Regions from separate parts of the Sus scrofa genome. Here regions 2, 3, 4 and 5 are each linked to region 1. A link is a contact called in public Hi-C and promoter capture Hi-C data. All regions are on one chromosome and are shown on one strand. Each heading gives the region's core, a stretch centred on a gene start, on an enhancer-like site or on the middle of the called end of the contact. The rest is flanking DNA. Distances are from core to core; before and after follow the strand shown. Region 1 holds the start of PIF1 (ATP-dependent DNA helicase PIF1). Region 2 holds the start of TRIP4 (activating signal cointegrator 1). Region 3 holds the start of ZNF609 (zinc finger protein 609). Region 4 holds the start of FECH (ferrochelatase). Region 5 holds the start of NARS (asparagine--tRNA ligase, cytoplasmic).

Evidence for each region. Promoter capture Hi-C pulls out the DNA fragments that hold promoters and counts their contacts. Hi-C and Micro-C count contacts between places; a contact is called where the count stands out from the background.
Region 2: a promoter capture Hi-C map of liver shows a contact between it and region 1, with 2.8 times the contacts expected there. The contact joins the promoter of TRIP4 here to the promoter of PIF1 in region 1. A contact is called at or near these places in 1 of 5 promoter capture datasets (liver), 1 of 47 Hi-C or Micro-C datasets (liver) and 2 of 2 datasets of contacts at active chromatin or transcription factors (alveolar macrophages and skeletal muscle).
Region 3: a Hi-C map of liver shows a contact between it and region 1, with 4 times the contacts expected there. The contact joins the promoter of ZNF609 here to the promoter of PIF1 in region 1. A contact is called at or near these places in 2 of 47 Hi-C or Micro-C datasets (heart right ventricle and liver) and 1 of 2 datasets of contacts at active chromatin or transcription factors (alveolar macrophages).
Region 4: a contact with region 1 is called in a promoter capture Hi-C map of liver, with 2.6 times the contacts expected there. The contact joins the promoter of FECH here to the promoter of PIF1 in region 1. A contact is called at or near these places in 2 of 5 promoter capture datasets (fetal liver and liver) and 1 of 2 datasets of contacts at active chromatin or transcription factors (alveolar macrophages).
Region 5: a contact with region 1 is called in a promoter capture Hi-C map of fetal liver, with 4 times the contacts expected there. The contact joins the promoter of NARS here to the promoter of PIF1 in region 1. A contact is called at or near these places in 2 of 5 promoter capture datasets (fetal liver and liver), 4 of 47 Hi-C or Micro-C datasets (fetal heart ventricle, heart right ventricle, liver and 1 more) and 1 of 2 datasets of contacts at active chromatin or transcription factors (alveolar macrophages).

The regions. Positions count from the first base shown.
Region 1 is chr1:107,215,674-107,221,979 of Sscrofa11.1, reverse strand. PIF1 (ATP-dependent DNA helicase PIF1) reads right to left here and starts at 3,400. Exons shown (of 11, transcript XM_021093760.1): 1 at 3,301-3,400; 2 at 1,984-2,560; 3 at 757-889; 4 at 559-684; 5 at 299-452; 6 at 1-207. The coding sequence starts at 2,547. LOC110260912 (a long non-coding RNA gene) reads left to right here. Exons shown (of 3, transcript XR_002344495.1): 3 at 2,769-2,904.
Region 2 is chr1:107,652,143-107,658,448 of Sscrofa11.1, reverse strand. It overlaps TRIP4 (activating signal cointegrator 1), which reads left to right and starts at 3,770. Exons shown (of 12, transcript XM_021093826.1): 1 at 3,770-3,923. The coding sequence starts at 3,823.
Region 3 is chr1:107,580,032-107,586,337 of Sscrofa11.1, reverse strand. ZNF609 (zinc finger protein 609) reads left to right here and starts at 2,991. Exons shown (of 9, transcript XR_002344510.1): 1 at 2,991-3,116.
Region 4 is chr1:106,894,504-106,900,809 of Sscrofa11.1, reverse strand. FECH (ferrochelatase) reads left to right here and starts at 2,575. Exons shown (of 11, transcript NM_001170523.1): 1 at 2,575-2,641. The coding sequence starts at 2,575. It overlaps LOC110260892 (a long non-coding RNA gene), which reads right to left and starts at 2,320. Exons shown (of 3, transcript XR_002344451.1): 1 at 2,104-2,320; 2 at 1,856-2,002.
Region 5 is chr1:106,929,720-106,936,025 of Sscrofa11.1, reverse strand. It overlaps NARS (asparagine--tRNA ligase, cytoplasmic), which reads left to right and starts at 2,921. Exons shown (of 16, transcript XM_003121455.6): 1 at 2,921-3,120; 2 at 5,809-6,306.

The sequences.
Region 1 (6,306 bases), core at 2,151-4,650:
CTCCTCCAGCTCTTGGCCTGGTGGGGGCAAGGTGAGGGTGTCAGGGAGCACAGCAGACCGCTATGAGGGTTAGGACCGGGGGTGAGTGGTACCTGGAAGCAGAACTGTGGGGGCTGGGGTCCCTTGGTTACAGGTGGCAGCTGCAGGAAGTCCCCACAGATGATGAGCTGGATGCCTCCGAATGGCTTGTCCTGCTGCCTGACAGCTCTGGAGAGGAGCACAGGGTACTTTAGGGGCTGGGATGAATGGGGTCCACATGAAAGACCACCAGAACCCGCCCTTTCTGCATGTTACTGACCTGGCCACGGCTTCCAGCTTGTCAAATAGGTCTGCCTCTACCATGGAGATCTCATCAATGACCAGCCGCTGGCAGTTCAGCCAACCCTGCCGCACACCTGGCCGCTGGGCCAGGGCCACACACTGGGCCAGGGGAGCCTGTCCTGAGCCGATGCCTGTGAGTGACACTATTCAGCCTGAGCTGAGATCCTAGCCCTGACCTCCACTCCCTTCCCACGGCCTGGCCTACTCCCAGCTCAAGTCTCAAGGACTCTCACTTACCTGCAAAGGCATGGAGGGTAGTGCCCCCGATGTGGCAGGCTGCCACCCCAGTACTGGCAGTGGCCACCGTGCCTGTGGGAGGAAGTGAGCCCAGGATTCGCTTCAGCAGATAAGACTTCCCCGTCCCTGGGCAGAAAGCAAAGTCAGGTCCATCCCAGTGCACCACTGCTCTCCCCACACTCGCTCTGCCCCCGCTACCTGCACTGCCAGTGAAGAAAATGCTCTGGCCTTTCAGGACAACCTTCAGCACAGCAGCCTGTTCCTTGGAGAGCTGTGGTTTGGTGGGGGGCAAGCTCAGCCTCTTCACAGGCAGGGGCCACCTTGAGGTTTCCTAGGGGGGATAGGGCTGTCTCAGAGTCTCCCCGCATTCCCTAAGCATTGCCCTCTACCTTCTTGGCCTGGTAGCCCTTTGTGTTTCTGTTGGCTTCATTTCTTGGAGCCCTTGGGCAGCCTTGGTTCCCCTGGAGATCTTGCCAGTAACCATAGGGGTCCAGTTCCCCCTTGAGGAAGGGACCAGGACCAGGTCTCCACTGACCCCTGGTGACCTGAAGACCCCAGTGTATAGGTCCAGATTCTGTCTCAACTCCCTTCCCTGGGTTTCCTAACTCTCCTGGTCCTCTTAGCCATCCTTCCTTCTCACTACTCTTTCTGTTTCAAATTTCTCTCTCTCACCTCAGAACACCCAAGCAAAACCCTGCCTAGTTAGGGCCTCTTCTTGCCTCATCTCCATCTTCTCACCAGCTTAGTCTCAAACCCCTGTAGTCTTCCATCCATCTGTTCCAGTTGGCAAACACTGTCAAATCCACCAGAATTTGTCTCCCCTCTGACTGGACCTGTTGACTGCCCCTATCCAGCTGACCACTTCTCTCCAAAAGCTCCTCTCCTTCTCCTGGGAAACCATATTCCTACTTTTCTTCTGCAGCACCTTCTCTGCTTTCTCTCTTTTTTAAGGGCCGCACCTGTGGCATATGGAAGTTCCCAGGCTAGGCGTCCAATCAGAGCTACAGCTGCCGGCCTACACCATAGCCACAGCAACCCAGATCTGAGCCTCATCTGCGACCCACACCGCAGCTCAGTGCAATGCAGGGTCCTTAACCCACTAAGCGGGGTCAGGGATGGAACCGCATCCTCATGAATACCAGTCAGGTTCATTACCACTGAGCCACGAGGGGGATCTCCTGATTTCTCTGTTAATGTGACCTGGACCCACTTTTCCTATTCTCCTTACTCAGTCTCAAGGATTGCACTATGAGAACCACATGCACGATGCCCATATCCCTCTTATTTTCAAAAGTCCGATGAGCATCTTCTCTGAAACAACCAGCCTGCCATCTCAAATACCACCACCATCTCCCTCCTAAACGTGGGCCACTTTAGTCTTTTCCATCTCAGTGGCACACCCACTCCCCAAGGCGTTGTCCTCACGGTGTTGGACTTGGCCCCCACCCGGGGCTCCGTGGGCAGTTTCACTGGCGTGGTGTCCGTGACCCGGGTGACCGCCGCGCGCCGCAGCTCCTCGGGCTGCACCGGGCTGATGGTGACGAAGTCGCGGGGCCTTGGGCCAAGAAGTTGAGTGCGGGCGGAGGCTGGCCTGGGACCCGGGGCCGCGGCCAGCTTGAGGCGCAGCGTACGCAGGAAGCGGCGCAGGCGGTCTGGAGGGCAGTCGGAGAGCAGCAGCTGCACAGCGCCGGCCGGGGAAGCGCCATAGGCCGGGAGCCTTAGAGTGCTGCGCCCCATCGCTGCGAAGCGCGTGAAAAGGCGCGCAGCGCGCAAGGGGAAGCAGCGCGGCCGCCCCGCGGGTCCCGGCGCCTTCAGCCTAAGCATCAACTCCCGGCGCTCGTTACGACCCAGGCTCAACTCCGCGGTGCGTAGCGCCTGGCGCCTTCGCGGCTGCCCTCCCGGGCTCAGCTCTTCCACAGCCACGCGGCACCGTAGCTCCGCGTCCTCGCTTTCTGCTGCCGCTGCCTGGGTGCCCGACAGCATTGCCATCGCCTCTGCGGGTCTGTAAAAAGACCGGAGCTCAGGGGTCACGGGGACTCAAGGAATATATCATAGGTTGTATAGAAGCCGTGACGGGGAGCCCGGTGAAGGCCACATAGGGTCACAGAGGCTGTCACTGGTAACACAAAGAGGTCACGGAAATGGTAAAAGGGCCCTAGAGTAAACCGGATTTTCTCTTAGAAATTACTACCCTACACAATAATTTCCAGGGCAGCGGATGGGCAGCGTCAATTGCATCCAGCATTGGAGAACCGCAGCTGTCCGCCAAGTGCCACAGAAGGGAGCCCTGGAACGGAAAAGAAGCCTGCTTCCAAGAGACCCATAGGCGGACACGAGAATCCTGAGTCCTGTCCTTAAGAAGCCAGAGACTTTCACGTTGAGGAGGTGAACAGGAAACATACTCCCTAATAAGCGTCTTATGTCTTCCAGGTACGTTCACTAGTTTACATGCGGCCAAGCAGGTCTCACTCTTCTCCGTGTACAGAAGTGGAAAACAGGCTGAGAGAGGCCACAAGGGGTGGTAGGAGTCAGGGCTCGTGTGATTCTGAAGCCCTGGCGCTTCCCATCTTCAGGGTAGGGATAGAGTAGAGAATCTTTGGTTAGGGAAATCGCAGAGGGACCCTGGGGTGCGGGAATCCATTCTCCCTCCGTCTGACCCACTCGTGTGCACCCTCCCGGCAGGGACCCCTTGAAGAAGAAGGTTCTCTGCCTCCCACCTCTGGCATCCGAGTGAACACTCACTTGCGACGGACAAGCTGAACAGAGCCGGCATGCACGCAAAGGTAGGACACTGGGAACTTTCAAATCCTGGGAGTAGAGAATCACCCTATCATCGGCCGGATCTTTAAATTTTCCAGCCAATCATAGACAGCGGGCGTGGCAACGGGCGTGTCTTTGGGTGTCTACTCTTGGAGCCTGGGCTGTACCAATAGCACGCCGGAGGGAGAGGCTTATTGTGCTGGCGGAGCGTACCAAGTCGCGCGGACAGGTAGGAGTAGGGGGAGGAAGAAGTGAGCGCATCCGGGCGGCGCGTGGTGTTGTGTGTCTGACTTATTTTCAAGCCTCCAGCACACTCTCCTTCCTCCGCTTTAAGCCCTCACACAGCAGCTGAACTTGGCCTTGGGGAAGAGCTGCCTTTGATCCCTCGCATTCCTGTTTACATTTATAGGACCGTTTGCTCATTTCTGGGCAAACCACATCCCTCCACCGCCTGTTGCTACTGCTGTCTCTGTCTGCCCCGAAACTTTCTACACTTCCTCTGCCCTTGTAAGCGTCGTTTTACGTATTCGTCCTTCCCATCCGGCTGAGGGCCAACAGTGTAGAACTCAGACCTGTGGCCGGATGCTCAAGAGTACAAGGGAAGTGAATGAGCCTCTGTTTTCAGGGAATCAGTAATCCCTCTTATTGCTCTGGCTGCTCAGGGAATTTATTTATTTTTTATTTTTATTTTATTTTTTTGTCTTTTTGCCATTTCTTGGGCTGCTTCCCACAGCATGTGGAGGTTCCCAGGCTAGGGATCCAATCGGAGCTGTAGCCGCCGGCCTATGCCACAGCCACAGCAACACGGATCCGAGCTGCAACTGCGACCTACACCACGGCTCACTGCAACGTCAGATCCTTAACCCACTGAGCAAGGCCAGGGACCGAACCCGCAATCTCATGGTTCCTAGTCAGATTCGTTAACCACTGAGCCACGACGGGAACTCTGGGAATTTATTTTTAATTATCTTTTTTTCTCCTCATTAAATCTTGGAATGACAGAGCTGGAAGGGATCTTACAGGTGAGTCAGCCCCCTCATTTATTGAATTGCCCCCATTTTTCAAGTGAGGAAACCAAGGCTCCAAGAAGTTTGTTTGTTTGTTTGTTTGTTTGCGGGGGGAGTCTGTACCCACTGTATATGGAAGTTCCTGGGCCGGTGATCCAAACCCAGCTGCAGCTGTGAACTATGCTACACCTGCAGCAATGCTGGATCCTTAAGCCACTGTGCCACAGTGGAAACTCCGTTTAGACTATTTTTAAGTGCACAATTCATTACCTTTAAGAACATTCAGGGAGTTCCCTTTGTAGCTCAGTGGTTAATGAACCCGACTAGGATCCATGAGGATGTGAGTTGGATCCCTGGCCTCGATCTGTGGGTTAAGGATTGGGCATTGCCATGAGCTGTGGTGTAGGTCGCAGATGCGGCTCGGATTCCGCATTGCTGTATATGTGGCTGAGGCCGGCAGCTGTAGCTCCAATTGGACCCCTAGCCTGTGAACTTCCATATGCCGCCGGTGTGGCCCTAAAAAGAAAAACAGACAAACAAAAAACGTTCAAATGTTGTACAACCATCACCACTATCTCCAGAAAAGTTTCATTATTCTCAAACAGAAACTTTGTACCCATTAGACAATAACTCCCTTCCCTAAGGTTGTCAGATCTAAAGGTGACAAATGACTCTTGTAAACAAAAAAACAAACAAAACCCTCAAGTGAAATGGAAGCATAGAAGTAAAAGGTGGAGTTCACCCTCATTTTTTATTATTAAAGAAAAATACACACCATTAAAAAAAAAAAAAGACAATGACCCCCTGTTCTCTCTCCTTTCAGCCTCTGGTACTCTCAACATTTTATTCTGAAAATATTCCAACATGTTTATGCTTACCTTTTATTTTTTATCTTTTTAATGACTGAACCCACAGCATATAGAAGTTCCAGGGACAGGGGATGAATCCGAGCCACAGATGCAAATTATGCTGCATCTGTGGCAACGCTGGGTCCCTTAACCCACTGCGGCGCAGTAAGAACTCCTTACTTTTTAATTTTTATTATTTTTATTTATTTTTGGCCACCTGCAGTGGCTTGATGTGGGATATCAGTTCTCAGATTACGGATGGAACCCCAGGATGAAGCGATGAAAATTCTGCAGTCCTAATCACTAGACCACCAAGGAACTCCCAATTTCTTACCCTTTTTCCCCCCTCCTTTTTATGGCCGCACCTGCGGCATATGGAAGTTCCCAGGCTAGGGATTGAAGCAGCGATGCAGCTGCCGGCCTACACCACAGCCACAGCAGCGCGAGACCTGAACCATGTCTGCAACCTACAGCACTGCTCACCGCCGATCCCTAACCCACTGAGAGAGGCCAGGGATCAAACTGGCATCCTCATGAATACTAGTTGGGTTCTCAACCAGGTGAGCCACAGCAAGAACTCCAGGAACTCTATGCTTTAATTACTTTTAATTAAGTACCAAGTGAGAAATTGCTGGGTCACGGACTTTATACTTAGTTTTATATGATACTGCAAGGGCTTTTTCCAGAGTGGTTATATGCCCACCAGGTTAACAGCGAGTTTTTATAGGGAAAGGAATCTGATATGCAATCTGATATTGCCCGGCGCTGGGTTAACGGTCCTCAGGCTCCGCCCTCCTCCCTGCCCCAGAGCCACCGGGCGTCATCTGGGTCCTGATTGGCCGGTGGAGGAGGGAGGCGGAGCCAGAGGGACTCCTCTCTTCTGTGGGCGGACTTCCTCTCGGCTTTGGGCAGTCTTCGCATCAGCAGGTGTTCTGCTCGGTGCTGCCGCCATTGGGTCAATTCCCAGTGAAGTGCAGCATTGCTACCCCATCTCCTCGGTTAAATCCAAAGCCTAGCTTTAACACAGGCTGTCAGGAAGAACCGATTTTCTTCATTATGAAATTGCCTCCTCCAGAACTCTTCCTATACTGGCAGTGTCAGTCCAGTCCCCGGCTCATTAAAAAAAAAAAAAA
Region 2 (6,306 bases), core at 2,521-5,020, 440 kb before region 1:
GTCATCAAGCTCCTCTCAATACACAATGCTTTCACAATACACCTTATTTCCTTTTCAGTTAATTGGTTTCTACAAAGGGCTGAGTTACCTAATTCCCAAATCCCATAGAGATCAGAGCTTCATAGAGAATCTGCTGGTCTTTTCCCTTAGTACATATGCCAAGTAAATTGCTACAAAAAATTGCAAACATATCTTTGCACATAGGGGCAGTCTACATGGTACTATAGCCATATTTATGTTTGTCTTTTTAATTACAATTATGATAAAGAAGGACACATAATAGAGTAAAAATTTAGGAAAAAGGTAGTGATGCATAGTAAAATTTTTTTTTTTTTTTTTTTGAGGGCCGCACCTGCGGCCTATGGAAGTTCCTAGGCTAGAGGTCCAATTGAAGTGTAGGTGGTGGCCTACACCACAACCATATCGATGCCAGATCCGAGCAGCATCACCCACACCACTGCTCATGGCAACAACACCAGGTCCTTAATCCACTGAGCAAGGCCAGGGATCTAACCTTCTTCCTCAAGGTTAGTAGTCTATTTGGTTACCGCTGAGCCACAAGGGGGACTCTGTCTAGTAAAAATCATTTTCTTTTTTTGTTTTTTCAGGGCTGCACTGTTCAGCATATGGAAGTTCCCAGGCTAGGAGTCAAATTGGAGCTCTATCTGCGGGCCTACGCCACAGCCACGCTGGAAGAGCGGTGTCTGTGACCTACACCACAGCTTACAGCAACCCCGGATCCTTAACCCCCTGAATGAGGACAGGGATAGAACCTGCAACCTCATGGTTCCTAGTCAGATTTGTTTCTGCTAGGAACGCCATGAAGGGAACTCCCCATGAGTTTTCTGTGGAAAGTTTTATTTGTGCCATATACTAGATTCTAGATTTGTGATATCATATATTTGTCTTTCTCTTCTGACTTACTTCACTTAGTATGAGAGTCTTTAGTTCCATCCATATTGCTGCAAATGGCATTATTTTGTTCTTTTTATGGCTGAGTAGTATTCCACTGTGTGTATATACCACATCTTCTTAATCCATTCATCTGTCAATGGACATTTAAGCTGTTTCCATGTCTTGGCTATTGTGAATAGTGCTTCAGTGAATAAGCAGGTGCATGTGCAGGAAAGCTTTGTCTGGATATATGCCCGAGTGAGATTGCTGGGTCATTTGGTAGTTCTATATTTAGTTTTCTGAGGTACCTCCATACTGTTTTCCATAGTGGTTGTACTAATTTACATTCCCACCAACAGTGTAAGGGGATTCCCTTTTCTCCACACCCTTTCTAGCATCTGTTATTTGTGGACTTATTAATGATGGCCATTCTGACTGGTGTGAGGTGGTATCTCATGGTAGTTTTGATTTGCATTTCTCTAATGATCAGTGATGTTGAGCATTTTTTTTCATGTGCTTGTTGACCACTTGTATATCTTCTTTGGAGAAATGTCTATTCAGGTCTTTTGCCCATTTTTCACTAGGGTTGCTGGGTTTTTTTTGCTGTTGAGCTGTGTAAGTTGTTCTATATTTTAGGGATTAAGCCCTTGTCAGTTGAATCATTTGAAACTATTTTCTCCCATTCCGTAGGTTATCTTTTTGGCTTTTTTTTTTTTTAATGGTTTCCCTTGCTGCGCAAAAGCTTGTCAGTTTGATTAGGTCCCATTGGCCTATTTTTGCTTTGATTTCTGTTCTCTTGGATAAATTCACTTTAATAAATGATACTGATTGTAAACAGCATTACATCACATACATTAGAATACCAAGAGAATCCAATCACTAACATACTTTATGAAAAAAGGACTTTTAAAAATAATAATGATAAAAAAAAACAGAGTTCCCTTCATGGCTCAGTGGTTAACAAACCTGATTAGGATCCATGAGGATGAGGGTTCGATCCCTGGCCTTGCTCAGTTGGTTAAGGATCTGACATTTGCTGCAAGCTGTGGTGTAGGTCCCAGATGTGGCTTGCATCTTGCATTGTTGTGGCTGTGGTGTAGGCTGGCAGCTGCAGCTCTGATTTGACCCCCAGCCTGGGAACTTCCATAAGCCTAGGGTATAGCCCTAAAAGGCAAAAAAAGTTTTTTTAATTTGTAAAATTTTTTTATTTTTGGTCTTTTTAGGGTCACACCTGCAGCGTGTGTAAATTCCCAAGCTAAGGGTTGAATCTGAGCTGCAGCTGCTGGCCTACACCACAGCTCATGGCAACGCCAGATCCTTAACCCACTGAGCGAGGCCAGGGATCGAACCTGTGTCCTCATGGATGCTAGTCAGATTCGTTTCTGCTGAGCCACAACGGGAACTCCAAAAAAAAAAAAAAATTTATTCTTGAGGGCCTAGTAATTTCATCATATTATGCTATACTAAGCCCTATGCTACAGAGTCTGGGGGTTCCCCTTGTGACCAACCGGACTAGTATCCATGACAACCAGGTTCGATCCCTGGCCTCACTCAGAGGGTAAGGATCTGTCATTGCCGTGAGCTGTGGTGTTAGGTGGAAGACTTGGCTCAGATCCTGTGTTGCTATGGCTGTGGCATAGGTTGGCAGCTGCAGCTCAGATTGGACCCCTAGCCTGGGAACTCCCATATGCTTCAGGAACGAAGGTTTGCACAGCTGATCTGGCACAGGAGGTTAAGGATCCCCGTTTCCGCAGGTGCAGTGTGAGTCACAATTGGGGCTCCGATCTGTTCCCTGGTCACTCCATATGCTATGTCACCCTGAGGCCAGGAAAAAAAAAAAAAAAAAGAAGCTTAAGTCTGTCTTCAAGAAGTTAACATTTTGGAATTCCTCTGTGGCTCAGCGAGTTGAGGAGACTGCATTGTCATTGCAGCAGCTTGGGTTGCTGCTGTGGCTGGGGTTCAATTCCCGGCCCAGGAACTTACACATGCCATGGACTAGGCCAAAAAAAAAAAAAAAGGTGAAACAACCTTCAATTAAAAAAAGGTGAAACAATATCTAATGAATATAATTATTCTAAATACCCTAATGCAAATGAAGAACATATACATGTAACACAAAGCCAGTCAATTAAATTTAGCAATGAATGTATCAGAAGACATTATGCTCTCTAGAAAAAAAAGGAGAAAATCTGCGCCCAGCAGTGACCCCGAGCCATAGCAGTGACTGAAAACAACCGGATCCTTATCTTCTAGGGCACCAGGGAACTCCTCAAGTGCTATTCTAAATATTTTACGTAAAACCAGAACAATTTTTTTTTTTTATTTTTTTTGCTTTTTATGGCCGCATCGCTTGGCATATGGAAATTCCCAGCTAGGGTCTAACCAGAGCTGCAGCTGCTGGCCTACGCCACCGCAGCAATGTGGGATCCGAGTCACGTCTGCAATCTACACGACGGCTCACCGCCACGCTGGATCCTTAACCCATTGAGCAAAGCCAGAGATTTAATCCGCGCGTCCTTTTGGATACAAGCGGGGTTTGTTACCACTGAGCCACGACAGGATCTCCAAAACCAGAACAATTTTAAAGCTAGCTCCTCAGGTTATGGAGTATTGTTTTGTTTTTTTTTCCTAAACTATAGTTTTAATAGATATTTGTAGTGTCTTCTCAGGAAAATTTCCAGTTCTGGAGACCGACATCTGAAGACGCAGAAGCATGACGCGCAGATGGAGCTGTGGTACCAGTGGAAGAAATATCAGGAATCAGGGAAAAAGGAGGAGGTGGGAGGGAATCTGTGCTGGGGGGCGGGGCTACCGCGTGAGACCGCGCAGGCTGGCGGAACCCGCGCGAGCGAGGTCGGTGTTGCTAAGGGGACTAGTCCAGCGCTGGACGCAGAGCTTTCGCAGAGCAGCTGGTTCCGGCTGGGGAAAATGGCGGTGGCTGGGGCGGCGTCCCAGGAGCAGTTGGTGGGTTGGTGCACCCAGCAGTTGCGGAAAACTTTCAGCCTGGATGTCAGTGAGGAGATCATACAGTAAGACCAGCTGGGGTCCGTGGCAGGAAGGAGCTCTGGGATGTGCATTGGCTGAGCTAATGGGGAAACTGAGATGACTAAAAAAGTTAATGAGAGTGAAGAAATGTGGTAAAAGGGCTGCTGTCCATTTCTAAGCGCCAATTTTTGATCTCCGGCTTTATAGTTTAGCTTCTGGAATAGGGTGTCAAGCTCCGCAGGCGGCCGGTGGGCCTTTTTTCTCCTAGGAGAACAACTGCCTGATAATTAGACCTGTAAGACTGTCCCGGAAGGCAGTTTTCTTGTAGATTCTGGAGAAAAGAGGCAAGCCAAACTGTCTTTCCAGAAATTCCTTAATTCGAACATTTTGGTTTGCTCCATCCGGGTTGTGTTAAATAGGATCTGAAATTTAAATGGAGGCGACGTGATACAGTGTAAAAATAGCTCCTGACTTGGGAGTCCCAGTTTTTATTTTCTGTGGTCATTCACCAGTTTGAGAATCTTTGGAAACTTAATTTCCCTCTTTGTATCTTAAGTTCCGTATTCTATAAAGTGAATAATTAGCATAAGTTATCTTTAACGCTTTATGATTCTAATGAAATGGAGATGGCAACATGATTTAATATCGGCTTTCAATTGATTTTAACTAACCCCCCCCATGCCAGGTGCTGTGCTTGCCAGGTGCTGGAACTGGCAAAGATGGTTGATGGCTGCTGAAGTGGAGGAAGTGCAGGGTGTTGTTGGAGCGTTGGAGAAAGGATTCTCGTTAAGATTTGAGAAACTCAGAAGGTTAATTGCAAGGGGTGAGTTTAGCCTGAGAACTAAAGATGGGTAGGTGGCAGTGCAGGGTTCAGGTGGAGGGAAAAACTTACACAAAAAATTGGACTTAATCAAAGAATCTAAAAGTGTTTCTTTTTTTAAAAATTTTTAAAAACTTTTGTTTGTCTTTTTAGGGCTGCACCTGCGGTATACCAAGGTTCCCAGGCTAGAGGTTGAATCAGAGCTGTGACTGCTGGCTTATGCCACAGCCACAGCAATGCTAGATCTGAGCCGTGCCTGCCACCTACACCACAGCTCACGCAACACTGGATCCTTAACCCACTGAGCAAGGCCAGGGATCAAACCTGTGTGCTCATGGATACTAGTCAGATTTGTTTCCGCTGAGTCACGATGGGAACTTGAAAGTGTTTCTTGATTTGGTTCTTTGTTCATCAATACTGAAACCTAAATTGCAGTTCTAGGGCTTTTGTGTGAAGTAAGGCGAATATCTGAGTTTGGGAAAAAACAGACTTGTTGGCAAGGAGAGAGGAGAGCTTATTTTATAAGATTATTGTTATTGTTGTTTTGACCCCCTTGTGGCATATAGTGTTCCCCAGCCAGGGAATAGATATCCCAGCTGTATTCACCTAAATGGAACCTATAGCAACAAAGGATTCTTAACCACTGTCCCAGGACAGGGGATTGAACCTGCATCCCAGCCCTCCCAAGACACCATGGATCCCGTTGTGCCATAGCAGGAACTCCTAAAGGATTATTTTAAAGCCTATTTTAAAGGATATCAGAGGAGTTCCCATCATGGCACAGTGGTTAATGAATCCGACTAGGAACCATGAGGTTGCAGGTTGGACCCCTGGCCTTTCCTAGTGGGTTTAGGATCTGGTGTTTCGGTGAGCTGTGGTGTAGGTTGCAGACGCAGCTCGGATCCCGTGTTGCTGTGGCTCTGGCGTAGGCCGGTGGCTATACCTCCGATTCGACCCCTAGCATGGGAACCTCCATATGCCTCGGGAGCGGCCCAAGAAATGGCAAAAAGACAAACAAACAAAAAATGGATATTAGAATAGACTATCAAAAAAAAAACAAAAACAAAAACAAAAAGCAACAACCCAACTAGGAGTTCCCTTTGCGGCTCAGTGGGTTAAGAACCCCATTAGTGTCCATGAGGAAGCAGGTTCAATCTCTGGCCTCACTCAATGGGTGCTGCAAGCTGTGGTGTAAGTCACAGATGCATCTGGGATCTGGCATTGTTGGGCATAGGCCGGCAGCTGTAGCTCCCATTCAAACCCTAGCCTGGAAACTTCCATATGCGTTGGGTGCTGCCCTGAAAAGACAAAAATAAATTAAAAATATATACATACATTTATAAATAAATACTTCAGATAAGCAAATAATATATATCACTTAAATGTGGAATCTAAAAAATAATACAAATGATTTTATTTATAAAACAGAAAAAGAGCCACAGACAGAAAACAAACTTTTAGTTACCAAAGGAGAAAGGGGGCAGGATATAAATAGGGATATGGAATTAACAGATAACACACCACTATATAAAATTGTTAGGAGTTCCCTAGTGGCCTAGTGGGTTAAGGATCCAGAGTTGTCTCTGTTTTGGCTTGGGTCACTGCTC
Region 3 (6,306 bases), core at 1,742-4,241, 360 kb before region 1:
GTTAGAAAAGGCCAGTAAAAAAGCAAGCATCTATTAAACTAGAGAAATCAGCTAACTTCAGTTTATTAGGTCTGGAGGGAGGAAAGAAAGTTCTGTGATGACGGATTTTTTTTTTTTTTTTTTTCCTTGAGATTCAAATAGCAAGCACACATCTGCTGTTCTCAGCTACTGTGAATGTGTCTGGAGGGAGGTGATCCATATCGTGAGCTCCAGCAGCATCAAGGGATCTTGATCTGGAGGGCTTTCTACTTCTCTCATGCAGAGAAGAAAGAATATAGCCACAGTGCCATCCTCTGACACGAAGAAATGTGTCTACATTATGTGTGTGCACATAATGTGGATTAATTCATGGTACGAGTTAATTCATGGAATGGTCAGATTTCCTGTGTGACAATGGAGGGTCTAGGAAGAACCTAGTAAATATTATACCCTAACTTGGCATCAGGTAAATAAGGGGCAGGGAGGATGACTGAGAACGCATAGATGTATCACTGGAAGGGAGTGAGATGTTGAGAAAACAGCAAAAAATGTCAATGGGGAAGATTTGAAAAGCATCTAGAGCTGCACTGTCTAATATGGTAGCCACTAGCCGCATGTGATTATTTAAATTAAGTGAAATCAAGAATTTATAGTTCTTCAGTCACAGTATGATATTTTAAGTGCTCAAATAGCTACATGTTGTTAGTGACTTCTGAAATGAACAGTGCAAGTATAGAATATTTCCATCATTGCAAAAGTTCTATCAGACAGGGCTTGTTTGGAGTTGGAATGAGCACACTTTTTCTCTAAAGGGACAGAGAGCAAATATTTTAAGCTTTTCAGGCCATACAGTACGTATTGCAACTACTCAACTCTGCTGTTGCAGTGCAAGCAAAATGAATCCATAGATAATGTGTAAATGAATGAACATGGCTATTAGCCAATAAAACTTTATTTTGGGGCACTTAAATTTGAATTTCACATAATGTTCACATCACAAAATAGTCTTCTTTTGGTTATTTTTCAGCCATCCAAAAATGTAAAAACCATTTTTAGTTCATGGGATATACCAAAACAGGCATTGCACCTGATTTGACCCGTGGGCCCTATTTTCCCAAACCCTAGCCTAGAGGAACAGGAAGTCAGGTTCTTTTACTGTATAGGATGTCAATTGCTTGAAGATTTTTAGTGGTTCTTCTAGGCTTGAGAAATTTCTCTCTAAAAATTAGAGTTCAGGAGTTTTCATTGTGACATAGTGGAAATGAATCCATGAGGATTTGGGTTCAATCCCTGGCCTCCCTCAGTGGGTTGGGGATCTGGGTTGCTGTGAGGTGTGGTGTAGGTCGCAGATGTGGCTCTGATCCCATGTTGCTGTGGCTGTGGCACAGGCCAGTGGCTACAGCTCTGATCTGACCCATAGCCTGGGAACTTCCACATGTTGCGGGTGCAGCCCTGAAAAGCAAAAATAAATAAGAGTTCGCTGTAGGAATGTTTCTTTTGTTCCCTATTTTTGTAGTCCAGTCTCCTACAATGGTAGAGTCATGCTCTTTAGTAGGAAATGACTACTTAAATGGTAACCCTTAATTAAGTCATATCTAAGCCTAAAACACTAAGCCCTTCTCTTTCTCTACCTGAAAGTAGCTGAATCCTCACTTGTAATATCATCAGTGTAGATTAGAGGTTTGCTGTCACCTGGCATCAGTTTTGTTTTTGTACTGTCCTAGAACAAGCTGAATATGGGTGGGCCAAGGGGAGATTATTTTTCATAGATCAGACAGGCCTAGCGTTCATCTTTAGCCATCACCCCCTGGTGTGCACACACGTGCACACATACACACACACACACACACAGCTTTTGCATGTGTATGTGGAGATGGAGAGTGAAAGGATTTTATGACCCAGTAACATACTATTTTGAGTGGCACTGTTGAAGGATGCCTCAGGATAGTGGAAAAAGGAAAGATGAAAACTGCAGAGCTAAGGTGGTCAAGGACACAGGAAGGATATAATTTAGGCTAAGACTTGAGAATTAAGATAAATTTGTTTGCTATAGAAGGGGGTGGATGATTTAGGAGGTGAAGAGTATGATATGTTTCATAAGTGAGAGGTGGGTGGGAGTGTTCACTTAAATAAGGACTGAATGCCTACTAGATAGTGTGCTGAGCAATCAGATGAATGGCAGATAAGGAAAGAAAAAGTTACAATCATAAATAGAATGGTGGGTTGGAAAAGAACAATAGGACTTTTAGGTGATATAAATCAACAGGATTTGGTGATATGGGGTGATGAGGTGAAGAGGGGTATAGGATGAGAAATGGGTGCTTGAACAAGAAAACTAGTGATAATCCTAAAAAAAAAAAATTGGAAGACAAAGGATAAAAAATTAGGGGATTGATACTTTGCTGAAACAACGGATAAAATGGATGAAACCACCATGAGCTGTGTTTGCCCTTCTGTTCTTTGTAGATGTTCACATTCACACCCCTTATGGCTCTTTCTCTCCCCACGGTTGGACACTTACAGAATTGGTGTCTTCTGTATTTAAGGTGCGATACTTCCCCAGAGACCTCTCTGCGAGGAAGTCTGGCCACCGAGAGTTCTTTCCACGAGGAGAGAGCGTTAGGTTCGAGCTCTCCCATCCAGGCTTCTTCGAGTTTATCTCTGTTTTAACCGACCGGCCGGGTTTTCCAGCATTCCCAGAGCTACGCGTCTCTAATCCTGGCTCCGAGTCTCTAATCCGGGCTCCGTGTGACCGCGCGTTCCGAGACCCAGGATTTGGCTCCGCCATCCAGGTTCCGGGTTTCCCCTGCGCTCTACCGCTCCAGACTCCACACCAGCCCGGAATCCGGATCCGAGGGCCCGATAATCCAGTGTCCGGGTCTTCCGGGCGGCCCTGGTTGTCCCGGATCGCGGCGGCGGCGGCGGTGGCGGCGGCTGAGGGACCCGCGGCCCCGGAACAGCGGCACCGGCGGGCGGGGCGGAGCGGCGCGAGGAGGGGGCGGAGAGCCGGCCGAGGCGGGGTGGGGAGGGGGGAGGGGCCGCGGGAACGGATGGCGGCCTGGGCCCCGTAGCAGCGGCGGCTCTACGGCCCGGGGCCCGGGCGGGCGGAGGTGGCGGCTCCCGGGACCGGTCGCGCGGTGAGTCCCGAGCTTTGTGTGGAGCTGGGGCTGGGGGAGGAGTGAGGCGGCGGCGCTGAGGGGGCCGGGGGCAGCGGCGCCTGACGGAGGAAGTGGGGGTTGGGGGCCGGGGCGGAGCGAGGAGAAGGTGTGTATGGCGGGGTGGGGGGGGGTCGTTGCGTGGGTGGGGGAGGGGGGAGTCGAGGGGATTGGGGTGAAGTTCAAAGCGTGGCCAGGCCGGTTCACGCTGAGGGTAGGGGTACCCGAGAGGGATTAGAGTCTGGCCAGGTTGTAAGGACAGGCCAGAGAGTTTTAGAGGCCAGTCTGGTATCTTGCGGGGGGCCCAGGGTGACTGGAGCTAGTCAGGGAGTTAGGGGGGTTCAGGGCGAAGGGCTGGGAGCAGGACGTGTGCGTGGCCCAGGAGGGGGGAGCAAGGTGGCTGGGGGCGTGCAGTAAGTAGCTTGTGGGTGTGTGCTCCTTGTAGTCTTCAGGTCACATTTACTCCTGTCCTTTTCTTCAAGATGGAGGGATCCCTAGGCCTGGCCCTTAAACTACTATCCTTGTACCCTCGGGAGGGTTTGTGACCCTGTCCTGTTTGGAAAACCCATGCTGCCCTCTTTTCCCTTTATGTGTAATTACGGTTGGATCATCTCTGTGCTTTGCTCAGATTCTCCTTCCTCCCTCTGGGGTTGAGGAGGAGGAGACACATCTGACCAATTAATGTGTGTTTGTGAAACAGGCAGCAGCAAACAGTCATTTCAGCTTCTAGGAATTAGGCTCACACAGGGTGGAGAGATCATAGCCCTTCAGGGGGAATATTTCTGAACAAATCACAGATGATTAAATTCTCTAAGAAACAGCTTCCTACCTAAATGAGAGTGGGAAAGATGGGGGAGAAAGCCTGTCTGTTTCCAGCCATGTGTCCAGAGCCCCAGGGGTTGAGGAGAGTCCCCAATCCCCCACAGGCCTCTCTTTTCTGTATTAGGCTTTGCTCTGCAGCCTTGAGTTAATTTCACCCCTGCTGCTTTGTCTTGGGGGAGGGAGTGCTGGTTTAGGCTGTTGTGAGGAGATGACTGTTCTGCTGCCACACACAATAGTCATGTCATTTTATCGGGAGTGCTACCCCAGGGCTGAGAACTGCTGCTGCAGAGATAAACCCGTCCCTCTCACCCGCCTATTGTGTACACAGTGAAGGTCATAGGTTCAAGTCTTGTCTGAGAGCTTTGGATATGCTCCATCTCCCAGGCTCCTCAGTGCCATTTTCTTCCTTTTCCAGACTGGGGCTTGCCATTGGAGGAGGCCAGACAGAAAGGCTCTTCTTTTTGAGTGAGGAACAATGCACAGCTCATTGGCACACATTTTTCAGAAGAATAGGGAATGCCAGCCATGTTGTGCCTGCCTCTTTGGCTGGCCTGTACTAAGTTGTGCAGGAATAGTGGCTAGGGGACTCACCCCTCGTGTTTGTGTCAGACCTTTAAAGAAGACTCCAAGGGGAGGGTTTTACTCTTGTTTGAGCCAGCATGTTTAATTCTTTTTATAGAAATGGGACACTCATGTTTTTGTTTTGATTTTTGTTTATTTGTTTAGGAATACCACTAAAACCCTGTGCACGGTTAAGATAGGGAGCCAAGGACCAAGTACCTTTTTAATGGTGACTTCCTGCTCAGAAAAATTGCACAACAAAAAAGCCACAGAATTTGCCTATCTGGGCAAGGGCTGTGGAAACAAAACAACTTTCCTTTTAATCTTTATTTTAATTCTGATGAAAGGACTTGACTTACTCATTGTGCAAGAAAGTCCATATGTGCTTCCGTGTTTGAGAAAAAATTGCCAGAGAGATGAACATGAAAAAAAAAATCAATTGTGGTCTTGGGAGTTATTAATGAGAGAAGGATGAGAACAAGCTAGAAGGAAACTTATCCTTGCATATATCTTGTAGAATTGTTCAAATAGTATTTAGATACTATTATTTGGGTAAAGAATTATTTGGAACTGGAAATGGGGTTTCCATTTAGGACATTAAAGAAAACGTCTTTAAAAAGAGATTAGAGGAGTTCCTGCTGTGGTATAGCCGGTTAAGGACCCAGTGTTGTTGCTGCTGAGGTGTGGGTTCAATTTTTGGCCCTGCGTGGTGGGTTAAGGATCCAGCATTGCTGCAGCTGTGATGTAGGTCACAGCTGCAGCTCAGATTCGATCCCTGGCCTGGGAACTCCATAGCCCCAGCAGGTGGGCCCAGAAAAATATACAATGAAATAAAAAAATAAAGAGATTAGAAAGCAAGCTCTTTGTGAGAGGGCAGTTGCACACAATGTACACTGTACACAGTAGCCAACCATTTCCTATAGGGTATTGTGGAAGAGGAACTTTTAGCCTTTGGTTGTGGCAAAGGTCTTTCTGAGGCCCTGTGTCTGACCATGTTGCTTCCTTTTCTTTTTATTTCTGTGAATTTCTTAAAAGTGATGGTTTGCCACTTAGGTGTTGGACTTTGTTAGGAAGGAACACGCTATTCTGACCTTTATATTTCTTGATGGCAGAACTGTCTTAAGGTCCTACTGGAGGTGTTGTCTCTCTTTAGATTGCTTTCAACTATGTGTCCTAGGTCTCTGGGTGAAGTCTCAGCTAAACCGAGTCCAAAGCTTTTTGCTCTGGGGCTGTTGGCATTCATTTCTGAATCCTGTCAGGTGATAGTGAAGGCAGAAGCCTCAGATTAAATTTGCCCTGATTAGATTTAGTGGTTTCAGAGTTGGGCCCTTGCCACAAGGAGTCTTATGAGTTTTCTGATTGTGACCATCTTTCAGAGGGCACTTTGGATCTCCCTCCCCGCCCACCTTCTTGTTAGAAAATGTTTCCTTGTGAGAGGTCTAGATAGCTGGACAGATTAGTGCTTATTTTGTGTGAGGATATGGAAGCATAATTTGGGCTCCTGGTAGTAATTACGTTGCAATTAGCATATAGCAACTAAATGACTGGAACAGGATAATTTGTTGAGGGGTTTACTGATTGCTCTGTCAAGTGGAAGTGCCACTCCTTACTTATTTGACTCAGAACACTACTGCCTGGTCTCAGTGGTGGCGACTTAACGAGTACAGGAATGATGTGTAGTCTCCCAAAGTTCTCACTCTGCTCTCTCTCTCCTTACTGCCAGAACCTTCTAGTGCCACTTTCTCCTGCTCCAAAGGTAGCAAAGCAATTGTTATTTCCCTTGTGGAAA
Region 4 (6,306 bases), core at 1,326-3,825, 320 kb after region 1:
CAATTTCTGGTTTAAGGACTATGTTTTCTGATCAGTTCTTCTTTTTTCTTTTTTTTTGCTTTTTAGGGACACACATGTGACATATGGAAGTTTCCAGGCTAGGCATCTCCAAAGGGTTTTGAAAAGGGCTCCTATAAATCACATTATAGCTGCTTCCACTTCAAAAGAACATAAAATGTACTCATTGAAAAGCTGTTATATATGATGTTTGTAAGAAATAAGTCTTAGATTAGAAATAACAAATGTCATGAAACTCTCTTTGGGGAAAAAGCATAAAGTTCTGTTTACATTTGTAACCTGAGTCTTCATATGTACATCAAGAGTGTAGTTTTGAATGAGTTTTTAAAAAGTCAGTAAAAATAAAAATACAGGTGTGAGGAAAATGTATGGCATGGTGCTAATTCATTTTTTAATTTTATTATATTGATATACTTAATAAAGCATGTTTTGCTAGTTCCCTTCTTTCTTTCTGGCCAGCTACAAATTTAACCTGTTTCAGTGCTGATTATGTGGGCTTTGCACCTTTCTGCCTTGTCACTAATCATCAGCATTTCCCTGGGAGGGGCCAGAAGACTCCTGTTATCTCCACTTAGCAGGAGGGGCATAGCACCCGGGATGGAGAGATAACATTTCCAGAGGCTCCCAGAGGTAGCTGAGGAGAGCCCACATAGCTCAACCATTACAAACTCTTGGCCTTTTCTAGTTCTCTTGCCTTGTCCACTTTTTCCAGCAGAACATTTCAAAATGTAGAGTCTGTTTGTGTAGTTTATTTAAAAGCAGTGGGTTTCAGGAGTTCTCATTGTGGCTCAGTGGGTAAAAATCCAACTAGTACCCATGAGGTTGCGGGTTCAGGTTCGATCCCTGGCCTCACTCAATGGGTTAAGGATTACGTTGCCACAAACTACTGTGTAGGTCACAGATGCAGCTTGGATCTGGCATTGTTGTGGCTATGGCATGGGCCAGCAGCTGCAGCTCTGATTCAACCCCTAGCCTGGGAACTTCCATATGCCACAGGTGTGGCCCTAAAAAGAAAAAAAAAGCAATGGGTTTAGGCTTTAGGTAGAGGAATATATTATCTATGAAGATCACCTCTCTTTTTTATTTATTTTTTGGCCATGCCCATGGCATGAGGAAATTCCCTGAACCAGGACTCGAACCCATGCCACAGCTCTAGGCTACCAGAGAACTCCTGAAGATCACCTCCTTAAAGGGCAAATTAAACTAATATAATTTTCATTCTGAGTTGATTTGAAGATCATGTAGATAATATGAAAGGTAATTCATTTAATTTGACATATTTACACTGAGCTTATAACCAAGGAGGACTAACTTTAATAATAAATAAACTAATTTAATCAAGAGAATACAGAAAACTTTTCCAACCCAATCTAGACTCCATCTTCCTGGAATGTTCCACATGGCATGCCCCCTACTTCCTCAGGTCTTTCACAAATGGCAGTGAGGACTTCTCTGACCTCTTTATTTCAAATTGCATTAGCCTCCTCTCTCTCATCTCTGTTACATCGCTTCTTTCTTTCTAACGCTCATCATCACCCTAAATAGTACATATTGTGATTATTTTCTGACTCTCCCCTAATCCCCATGTAAGCCCCTCCTCTGTTCTATTCATTGCTGTTTTCCAAGTGCACATGATAGATGCTCAATGCTTGTTCAGTGAATGAAAGAATGATGCCTGACACCTTTCTGTTCCAAAGGTTGGTCTTGTACTCTGAGACGCACTGAATTTATGGGTCAGGTGGGCGGGATGTAGGGGTGCAGGTGTAGGGATGTAGGAAAGGCTAAAAATGAAGGGGGTGGGGGCTGTCCCGTGGGCGGTTTGGGGTCAGGTGACTACCTTGTCAAGGTGCGCAGACATCATACTGATAAACTTCACCACACTAGCCTTCCAAGAAGTTGATTTGCTGGGCTGGCCTTCACTTTTCTTAACACGATCACGTTAGCTGTATAATGTTGGCTTTCTGGTCACAGCTGTCAAAATCTGCTGCAGAAAAATTGGATAATTATTCGTGAGTGTCTTATATGAAAGAATTCCTTTTCTCATTCTGAAAACAAAGCAAAAGAGTCAGCACAGTTGTTCTGTACCTAGGCAACGAAAGTGGAGAATTGAGGCAAAAGCATTCTCATTCTATGCGATAGTAACGGTAATGTCAAGAAAGTTCTTTGCTGAGTTGTGGTTGCAGTTCCTGCCTTGGTCAGGTGGCTATGTGCAACCAGGGAGACACAGAGTGAAGCTGGGCGCCAACGCAAGTATTTTTGGTGGAAGAGATGGAAAGGGCGGATAGTACAGTCCTGAGCCGTTTCTTACCCTGAAGACTGCCTTACGGCAGGGCAGGCCCCGGTGAGGGGCGTGCCTCCTCCTGGCCCCGCCCTCGATCCCCGCCCCGGTTCGGCAGCGAATGAGCGGGCGCGCAGCCTGGGCGCAGGGAGTGGCGGCGCATGATAAGGCAGCGTGGGTGGCTGGTGCTGCGCTCTGCGACTGGTCGTTGTCGGAGCCCGTGCCTGGCTGTGCTGCTGCGGGAGGAACCCAGGCCCCGGGCCGAGGCTGCCCCGGGAATGCTTTCAGTCGGCACAAACATGGCTGCGGCCCTGCGATCTGGGGGCGTCCTGCTCCGCGATCTGCGTAAGTGGGGTTGTCGCGGCCGCCGCCTAGGCTGGGGACCCGGTGACGGCGGGGACAGCAGGCAGCTAGCTGCAGGCCCCCGGGCCTGGGAACTTCCAGGAACGACGGCGGCTGCACAGGAAGCTGGGTTGTGGGGCAAGGGGCGGAGAAGGGATCCGGAAAGGGACCCTCCCGTGGGGCTTACTTGACGGCCCTCGGAGGCCGTGGGGAGGGGTCCTGGAGTCCTATTGGTCAGCTGGGTGGCCATGAGGAGTGGCTGAATTTCTCAGAGCCTTAGTTCTTTTCTGTAAAATAAGAATAATGATAGTCACAGAGTTGTGAGGATTACGGGAGGCAGAGTGCGTTAAGGGCCAGGCACAGAAATGGTAACGATGGCAACGTCACCATCATCATCACCGTAGACATCTACCCTGAGGTTCCCTCCCTGGTGGTGGAAGTCACACTGGGTCCACTGCTCCTCTCCCTAGCCCCTGGCGTCACGCAGTGCTCACTTTTGCAGCAGGACCCACTGCGGGGCAGCTGGGCTTAGTGTTTTATACAGGTATTTGGAGAAAAAGCCCCAGTGACAATCCTGCACATATCTGATACAGACGTGAACGTACTTTGCTGACAGAACTCTAGTTCAGACACTCCTGGCTGGGATACTAGCCCTGCAGCACTTCAGCAAGGGATTCAGTGTAGCTTGAACTTTGTTAAACGTAAAAGGAGAAGGTAATACCTCATAAGCTTGCCATGGAGATTAGCTGAATACAGATAACGCCTATAGCACCGTGACAGGCACACAGTAGATATATAGATACCCTCAAAGTGTTCAGTTATTGTTATGTAAAAGGCTGCCACCTGCTAAGATGCTAAATTAGTACCTTTGAATGGTTACTGGACACAGATCTGACTTATTTTTATAAACTCCCTAAATCATCCATTTGGCACCTTCTGAGAAGGCATCCATTCTAAACCTCCATATCTTATTACAGGTGCCTTTGTTAGGAAAATAATAAGGTCCTAGTGTACAATGAGGATCCAGTTGCTAAGGGTAGTGGGAGACAAAAGACATTGTCTTTTAAGAAGAGGAAGCACAGTGCCAGTAATGGAGCTGAAAGAGGTATCCAATTAGTCTTTTCTTTCATCCATCCTTCCTGTAGCAAAGTCTGGACAGGCTTTAGAGTTGAGGTTGTAGAACAATACGAGAAACTTTAAAGGATTTGTTGTCCGGGTTATAAGTAACTAAGCGAAAGGATTAGTTAACCATAGTGGAAGTAGATTTAGAGTTCAACTGAATTATGGACTCTGATTTTAAGATGTAGTTATAGTACTGAAATTATCTTGTTTTATATGAAGGAATTAACTTCTAATTAATTTCTAGACTGTGGAGTTCCTGTCGTGGCGCAGTGGTTAACGAATCCGACTAGGAACCATGAGGTTGTGGGTTCGGTCCCTGCCCTTGCTCAGTGGGTTAACAGTCCGGCGTTGCCGTGAGCTGTGGTGTAGGTTGAAGACGCGGCTCGGATCCCGCGTTGCTGTGGCTCTGGCGTAGGCCGTGGCTACAGCTCTGATTCGACCCCTAGCCTGGGAACCTCCATATGCCGTGAGAGCGGCCCAAGAAATGGCAAAAAGACAAATAAATAAATAAATAAATAAATAAATAAATAAATAATTTCTAGAAAAAATTGAGTAGTATTTCTTGAATTCTTGCAGTAGAAAAGCAAAATTTTGCACTCACTTTGTATTTTTGCATATTAGAAAATTATAAGAAGCTCCCCAGTATAAATGTATATAGTCCTTATTTTTGAGTATTCTTACTTCTTGCTTAACCACATACATTGTGCCATTGTACTTTTAGAAAGTTGGTAGAGTAATCAATTTTTGTTTCTTTGTGCCTTTTTCTTTCCAAATTTTCTACATTAGGCACATATGTCTTTTGTAATTAGAAAAAATAAATCTAGAATAATAAAAAAGAAAATCAGTGTTTAAATTAATGACAGAATATTTTGGCTCCATAACAGCAAAATAACAATTCTTTTCTTAAAGCCTCCTCTCCCCAAGTGTTTATTAATAGTTATAATATAGGATCTTATTTCTGTTCATTTTCTTATTTCATTTTTTTGCTTTTTAGAGCCGCATTCACAGCACATGGAAGTTCCCAGGCTAGGGTCGAATCAGAGCTATAGCTGCCAGCCTACGCCACAGCCATAGCAACGAGGGATCTGAGCTGTGTCTGCGACCTACACCACAGGTCATGGCAACGCCAGATCCTTAACCCACTGAGTGAGGCCAGGAATCGAACCTGAAACCTCATGGATCCTAGTCAGATTTGGTAACCACTGAGCCACAAAAGGAACTCCTATTTCTGTTAATTTTTAAAATGGCGCACATTTTTGTTAGGATCTTTTGAAATAGTCGTCTCCTACATAATAGAAAAAGGCTCTATTAGGTACTTGTATACCTTGTTTTCTACTCTCTGTTGTACCACCCCCAAGCATCCAAAATATTAAATAATTTGGTTTTGGAGAACCAGTTATTCCCATGAACTTCTTAAGTCACGGGTATATTTTTGACTGATTCACCTATTGGGTTTCTCCAGGAATTAATGAAGTTTTGTTTTCTTAGGTTATCTTCTATTCATCTGCGTATCTCTCAGTTTTATAGCTTTTATTGTTTGTAGGCCTTCCAAAGGTAGACCAGTTGTCTGTGTCAAAAGTAGGGTTAGAATGACCTGGTCTTAGATCGTAAGTGGGCAAGTCCTTATTTTTGAGTATTCTTACTTCTTGCTTAACCATATACATTGTGCCAGGCAGTGTTCTTTGGGCTGGACATAGATTTTTTTTTTTTTTTTTTTTGTCTTTTTGCTATTTCTTGGGCCGCTCCCATGGCATATGTAGGTTCCCAGGCTAGGGGTCTAATCAGAGCTGTAGCTGCCTGCTTACGCCACAGCCACAGCAACTCAGGATCCGAGCCGCGTCTGCTACCTATGCCAGAGCTCATGGCAATGCTGGATCCTTAACCCACTGAGCAAGGGCAGGGATCGAACCCGAAACCTCATGGTTCCTAGTCGGATTCGTTAACCACTGTGCCATGACGGGAACTCCTTTTTTTTTTTTTTTTTAAATTTCCTAATCTTTACAACAGCTCTGCACCTTTGGCCTTATCACTGTTTAACACACGAGAAAAGTGAGGCTTGGAATAACTCGGTGAGTGGCCTAAGAACTGTCACATGCTTATTTGGTCCTATCTGGAATTTCTGCTCAGTTCTCCTTGGCTCTAGAACACATACTGTCTATACCAGACATTGCTGCCTATGTGTTTGAATTTCTCTTTAGCTGTGATCTGGGTATATTCAGAAGTCTCAGTTGTTTCTTTGAATTGTTTTTTAACTCCTTTAGCTAGATTAATACTGATCATTTGGTAGGAGATACTCTTTCTCTAGAGTCTTCAGATCAGGGAGAGGAGTGGTCTAGAAAAGCCTTTGAGAGGTGGTTGTGTTAACCCTATGTCCTGAGCATAAAGGACCCATTATTAACAGCATTACCCTCCTTTGAGAATTTTTTTAACCTCAGAGAAGAGAACCTTGTAAGTAGAGGGTATAGCAATAGTTCAGAAGCTTGAAAAGCTACAAGCTCCCAAGTTATACTAGGAAATACTAATGTACTAGTTGGAGACTCTAGTCT
Region 5 (6,306 bases), core at 1,672-4,171, 290 kb after region 1:
AATGAAGTGTGAGAGAATGTTCCAGATTCAGAGACCAGTACAGATTTGCTTCTATGCTATCCTATCAATTTCAGCTAAGTAATTATTACCTCCGGAGTAAGATGCATAGGAAAAAAATAACTCATAGTTTTTAAATTATCAAAAATTTGGCCTCAGAACTGAATCAAATTATAATATAGCTGTTTACAATAAATATAAAAGGAAGAGAAATTCTAACATGAAGAGAAATCCAAACCTCCCGACCAAATACGGTGGTTAAAAAACCAGGGTGCTCCTGCCAAATTCAGGATATAGGTCACTCACTCCAGATAACCTATTTAGGATCTCCAGTTGGAAAGACTGTCAATGTTCCTTTGGCCCCTGATGCTGTTAAAAAAACAGTAGTCCTTCTCAAGGTATTGTCACAAGCCCAAGAATGTTTCTGTTTCTTCCCGCCAGGGGATTCAAGATATTAGATCTGGATTGTGAAGCCAAAGTGAGAGGGTTCCAGAGCCTACCATTTCTCATCATGAATCAATTCTCTCAAGTGTTAACAATCAACCTTTAGATTAGAGGTCAATTTGCCAAATGAGAATCATCTTGCAGGGTCATTACAAAATGGGTGCTGAGCCAAGCTTCATAATGAGTAAGCCAGCCTATGGAGTCCTATACAGGGTTTCTCGTTACCACCCACTTGGGAACTCTCACCTACCTTCAGATTCCTCATTTAAATTTTGTGTGACCAACATAAACGTGCATCATTAGTGAAGAGTTTAACAGAGGTGACACTAAGGACTCTTTCTAAAGGTATATTTATGGTTCAACTTTTTGGGAAACTTGCCTCAGGATTCCATCACTGCCAACATCTTGAGTAAATGTGAACCTAGAAGAGCTCTTTTCAATTTATTGGGTTTGTCCAAGACCAGACTGTTTCTTAGGATTTTGTGGCTTGGGGTGAAAATACTTTCATGATCTGCTCCAACAACAACAAAAACAAACAAAAACAAAATACACACACAACCATAAACCAAGAAATCCACTGGGCCTCTGAGATCCCCAGAGACCCCACAGGAGCCTCAACTCCTGCTAAACTAATACCATGATTGCTCTTCAAAATAACCTGGGGGAGTTCTCCCTCATTGCTTTCAGAGAACACAATCCCTTGTGTTCTGAAAGCTTCCCACTCCCCCCTCCATTTGACTCTACCTTCAACTTTCAAGACCATTTGACTCTACCTTCAACTTTCAAGACTATCTCAAATCCCACATTGTACCCAGGTCAATTCAAAGAAAGGAGTCCAGGCTGATACGAATTGTGCATTTAGAAAGCTTGAGAGCATACAGCCTGGTGAGCCTACGGGGGGGGGTTGGGGTGGATCCTAAGAGCAAAAGAAGTCAGGGAGGGTTGCCAGCTGGAGAATGAGAGTTTATGTTTCCAACTGTTCGCCCTGGCTGGAGTATAGAGATTAGACTGGAGAAATAAGGAGGACTGAGAAGACAGGAGGAAGGATACAACAGCTGAGCCCTGAACAACTCAGGGGTTAGGGCACAAATCCTCACGCAGCCGAAAATCAGATTATAACTTTATAACTGACCATCGGTGGAATCAACCAACTGCAGATCCTGTACTACTGCACTAGGTATTTACTGGGGAAAAACCCACCCATCAATTCAAATTTGTGTTGTTCAAGGGTCAGCTGTGGTTACATTGTACCAGAAGGTAAGGACAGGTGCTGAGCCTGGAAAGTTTGAGAGTTTTGAAGGAGGGCCATCAGAGCTCCTATTCAACAGCGTGAAGCAAGAGATGGGTCATTTCTTGAGAGAGTTGGGGCAGTGGAAAAGATCTGCAGAGTCTGAGATACTTTGAAAACTGGCCAGAATTCATTAGGAGTGGGGTATGGGTCCGTCCCACCAGCATCCCTCAGCAGTTTGAAGGCCTGAGATTTGATTTAAGCAGGATCATGGAACAAAAGAACAATGATTAACTAGCAATACTATTTACATCCTAATTCAGAAAGTTCACTAGATGCCAAGCACACACTAGGCATTTCTGTATCTCACATTAACCTCCAAAGGCAGCCTTTCCAGAATATTATCATCACTTTACAGTTGAAAAACCTGTGGCTCAGAGAGATTAAGGAACCCGAGCAGAGTCACTGAGGCAGAAAGAGCCCTGTGTCCTAGGATATCTGGCTTCAGTGCCCCATTAGTCACCCGCCTTCAAGAAAAATGAAGGACACTTTATAGTGTCCTTCATTTTAACTTTTCAGGAAGAGATTAAAGACAAAGCTAGCAGTTTACAAACACGAAAGAGCCTGGGGGCCGCCAAAATAAATTAACGAGCAAACCTAAATGCTTAAATTTAACTCTACAAGCAAAAAGTTACATTTCCAGTTTTCTAAGTTAATAGTGTCACTGTAATGATAATTCCCACTTTTTGTTTGCAGTGTCAAATCGATTTTAAACATTACTGAGATTTTCTCAAACATTACTGAGATTTTCTTCGATTGCTTGACCGCTTCGCTATCTAGGCAAACACTAAGCTTCCCCTCCCCACACCCCAGCCCCCGTTCCCGGCCCTGGGTTGGGGAAAAGTGTCCTAGAAACGCTTACAGTGATTTTTGCCTCTTCTCTCTTCGAAACGTCTTGAGGAGCAAATAACTTTAGTGCATAAAAAAGCGCTAAAGAAGCCTGCGCGCTTGCTCCAAGATAACGCACGGAAAGCTGTGCTCAAACAAGCCTGAGATCCAGCCTCCCTTACTCACAGGGGAGGTGCCGCGCAGAACCGGAAATGTTAAGACCACGTGTGGAAAGGCAAAAGTGCCTGGAGACAACATGGCAACACGGAAGTTGCGGGCCTTGGGCCCCAGCCAGCGGCCCGCTACGGTGGCCCGCGGGGGCCATAACAGGGTTAGGACCGTGATTCGCTTCTGGCTCCCGGTGGAGCGGAGGAGGCTTCTACCCAGAGACTAGAACAACCCTGATGGGCGGGGGCGAAATATCGAGGACCGCAAGAAGAGGGCGCCCCAGCTGGGCGGTCTGAGGAGGAGAGAAAAACAATACCATTCACTGCATGCATTCATTCACTATAAGCACCGACAAATTTCAATTTGTTCTTGGAAGTGACTGTTTCCACGATGCTGTAAGTAAAGTTCTGCTTCCGGAAGGAGGTTGGACTAAACTGTCTGCCCAACAGATAATTAGCAAACGCTTACTGAGTGCAAGCTGTGCTGAGTGCCCTGGAAGGATGCCAGCATGGCATCTTACCTACATTCTGGTAGTGACATGTACGGGCCAGGGACCAGACACAGGGGGCAGGGGCAAGTTCAGTACGGGCTGTGGGTAGATGAGGAGCAAACCACTCTAGGAAAGAGGTTGACTGCTTTGTTTTTATTACTGGGGGTAGAAACTGCAGGAGGCAGGCAGAGGGTCTTGTCTGCAGTTGCCCTGGAGCTGTCGTCCCTTCTCTCACTTCCATTTCATGTGGTCTTCACTGGTGTTAGGAGAGTTTGTCCTTCCTTTGGGCAAAGAACGGTAAAGATTGGAGTTCCCGTAGTGGCGCAGTGGTTAACGAATCCGACTAGGAATTCGTTGCGGGTTGCGGGTTCTGTCCCTGCCCTTGCTCAGTGGGTTAACGATCCGGTGTTGCCTTGAGCTGTGGTGTAGGTTGCAGACGCGGCTCGGATCCCGCGTTGCTGTGGCTCTGGCGTAGGGTGGCGGCTACAGCTCCGATTCAACCCCTAGCCTGGGAACCTCCATAAGCTGTGGGAGCGGCCCAGAGAAATAGCAAAAAGACAAAAAACAAAACAAAACAAAACCAAAAAAAAAAAAACAGTAAAGATTTCTGCCTTCTGGCTTCAGTGTGGGTCATAGACATTTCAAGTGCTTCACAGAAATGAAAATACCTGGAGAACTGTTTGAAACCAAAAAACACACAAAATAATCATAATAATATACATTCCACTGTGTGAGAGATTGCATCAAACATTGTCTGACACCTTGCAGTGTGTTTTAACTGCCTCCCAATAGGCTATTCAGCTCCTCTTTTAAGCCAGCTGCTTCTGAGTAACGGGGCTTTTATCGGTCACTACTGTCCTGATAAAGCTGTGTAACAAAATGTTCCAAAACTCAGAGGCAACACAACAATCATTTATTCTCACTGGTCTATCTAGGAGTCAGCTGATCTGGACCAAGTTCAGGTGGGTTTAGTTCCAAGATGTAGACTGGATCCAGGTCACACTTCTATCACCTTCCTTGGACCAGTAAACTCTTCTCCTGATAATGGCAGGGGCAAGAAAACACACTCAACTGTACAAGCACATTTTTAAAAAATTTTTTTCCTTTAAATTTTTAAAAAATTTTTAATTATTATTTTTATTTTTATATAAATGCAATAAATTCATTGAGTAATAAAATTAAAAAATAAAAAATAAATTTAAAAAATACAAGCACACTTTAAACCTTCGCTTTTGTCAGCTTAAAAACTATGGATGACTTACAAGTTGAAAGTTGTTTTACTGGGGACAAAATGAAGACTACAGCCCAGGAGGCAGCATTTCAGATAACTTTGAAATTCTGCTCCAAAGAAGTAGGAGGGAGTGTCAGTACACATGTGATTTTGGAGGGGAAGTACATGCAGCCACACACACACATTTTATATAAGTTAGCTGCTAGCCTTGTGGAGGTTACTGCTAGTTACCAGGAGCAGATGTCACCATGAAGTCTTTTCTAGATATGAGATGTAAGAATTGGGCTCATAAAATCCTCTCCTGAAAATATTTAACTGTCGAAGACCTGTTCTGCCAGTTCTCCCAGAGCACAGAATGCCTCACTCCTGATCTCCACCCTGGAGACTTTCAGGGGGTGTTGAGGGTTGGCAGCCTGCAGTGACTCATGATTCAGTCTGTGTCGAGGCAGGTGGCAAGTACCAATCTCCACTTCACACTTTCATCACATCTGCCCATCTCCCACAGTCAGAAAAAATCCACACAGCCAAGCCCAACATGATTTAAGCAGGGAAGTACATTTTTCCCACACAGGAAAAGGACACACATGTGATTATTTTAAGCAGTAATCTAACTTGACGCAAAGCCCATGGTTACACAGTGAACACCACAGACATTTCTTTCATTGAAAATGTGTTCCCTGATTATAGCAGATGTTATGTACTGTGGAGATGGGCACGGCATTCTGTAAGTCCACAGATGCTGGTGCTACAGGCAAAAGGGGCACATCCTTAGGTGGACAATGCCTCTACAATTGAGAGGCATATTGCTGCCTCCTCCAGGGAGCAAATGTAATCTGCCAGCTACCAGCTGGCCACCTGGTCCCCCCCAAAGATTAGTATCTTAATCTTTGGTCCTCAAAGTTGGCTTCTGCTGCTGTCAGCCTGGGTCTTCAGCGGTGGTAGTCAGCCAGCCAGATCAGCCTCAATGAAGGGCAGTCCATGCAGCTGAACCCACGCATAGCCACCATCCCATTGCTAAATGGTCTCTTGGACCAAGAAGCTCTGGGAGGTCTGGGGGGGCAAGGCCAACCTTCACGGTTTACAAACACCTCCTCCGTACCTAATGCCTTCTAATGGGCATTTACAGGAGCAAGACGTCTTCACATTCTGTGCCTGTCCAGAGGAGTCCACCCACATACTTCCCCTGCCCAGACTGCACCTAATCTCCAGTCTTATTCTCCTCCAAGTCCCTGACCAATGGGTCAACCTTTTAGCCAGTGTCCATCAGCCCCTCAGGTCATCTCTATTCATGGAGGAAGCAGAAAATCATCCATCCATCAATGTTGTAGCAACTGAGATTTCCCTTTGCCACTATCTTTTCAGAGCCACACCCAAGTGAGGCTGTAATAAAAGAGCTGCCCACATCTGGCTTATCCCAGGATATCATGCAGATGTCAGGAGCTGGACAAGGAGAATCCAAGTCTGTAAGTGTGGAGAGAGGAAGTGGCAGCAAAGCAGTGGAGGCAGGTGCTATGGGAATTCTTGTGTACCTTTCTCTAGTCGTCCAGACCTGCTCAGGCCCCATCCTATATACACATCTTCCTTTTCACCACAGAATGTTTCTCTGTACATGCAATTTTATGAATCAGGTAAAACTAAATTCACGAAGGGCAGTTCAGATGACAGTCTGTTCGTGCCCCCTGACAGGTCCTGTGAACTTCAGTTGAGGGTGCAGCCAGCCTGCCATGAGGGAGCTGGAGGAATAAGTACCCTGACCTCACTCCATCCCTCCAGGTGCCCCTCCTGGGCTGTATCTGACCAGAAGCCAGACAGCCCATCCATGTGTCCACGTATGTCAGCTTCTGGGAGCTCTGAACAGGA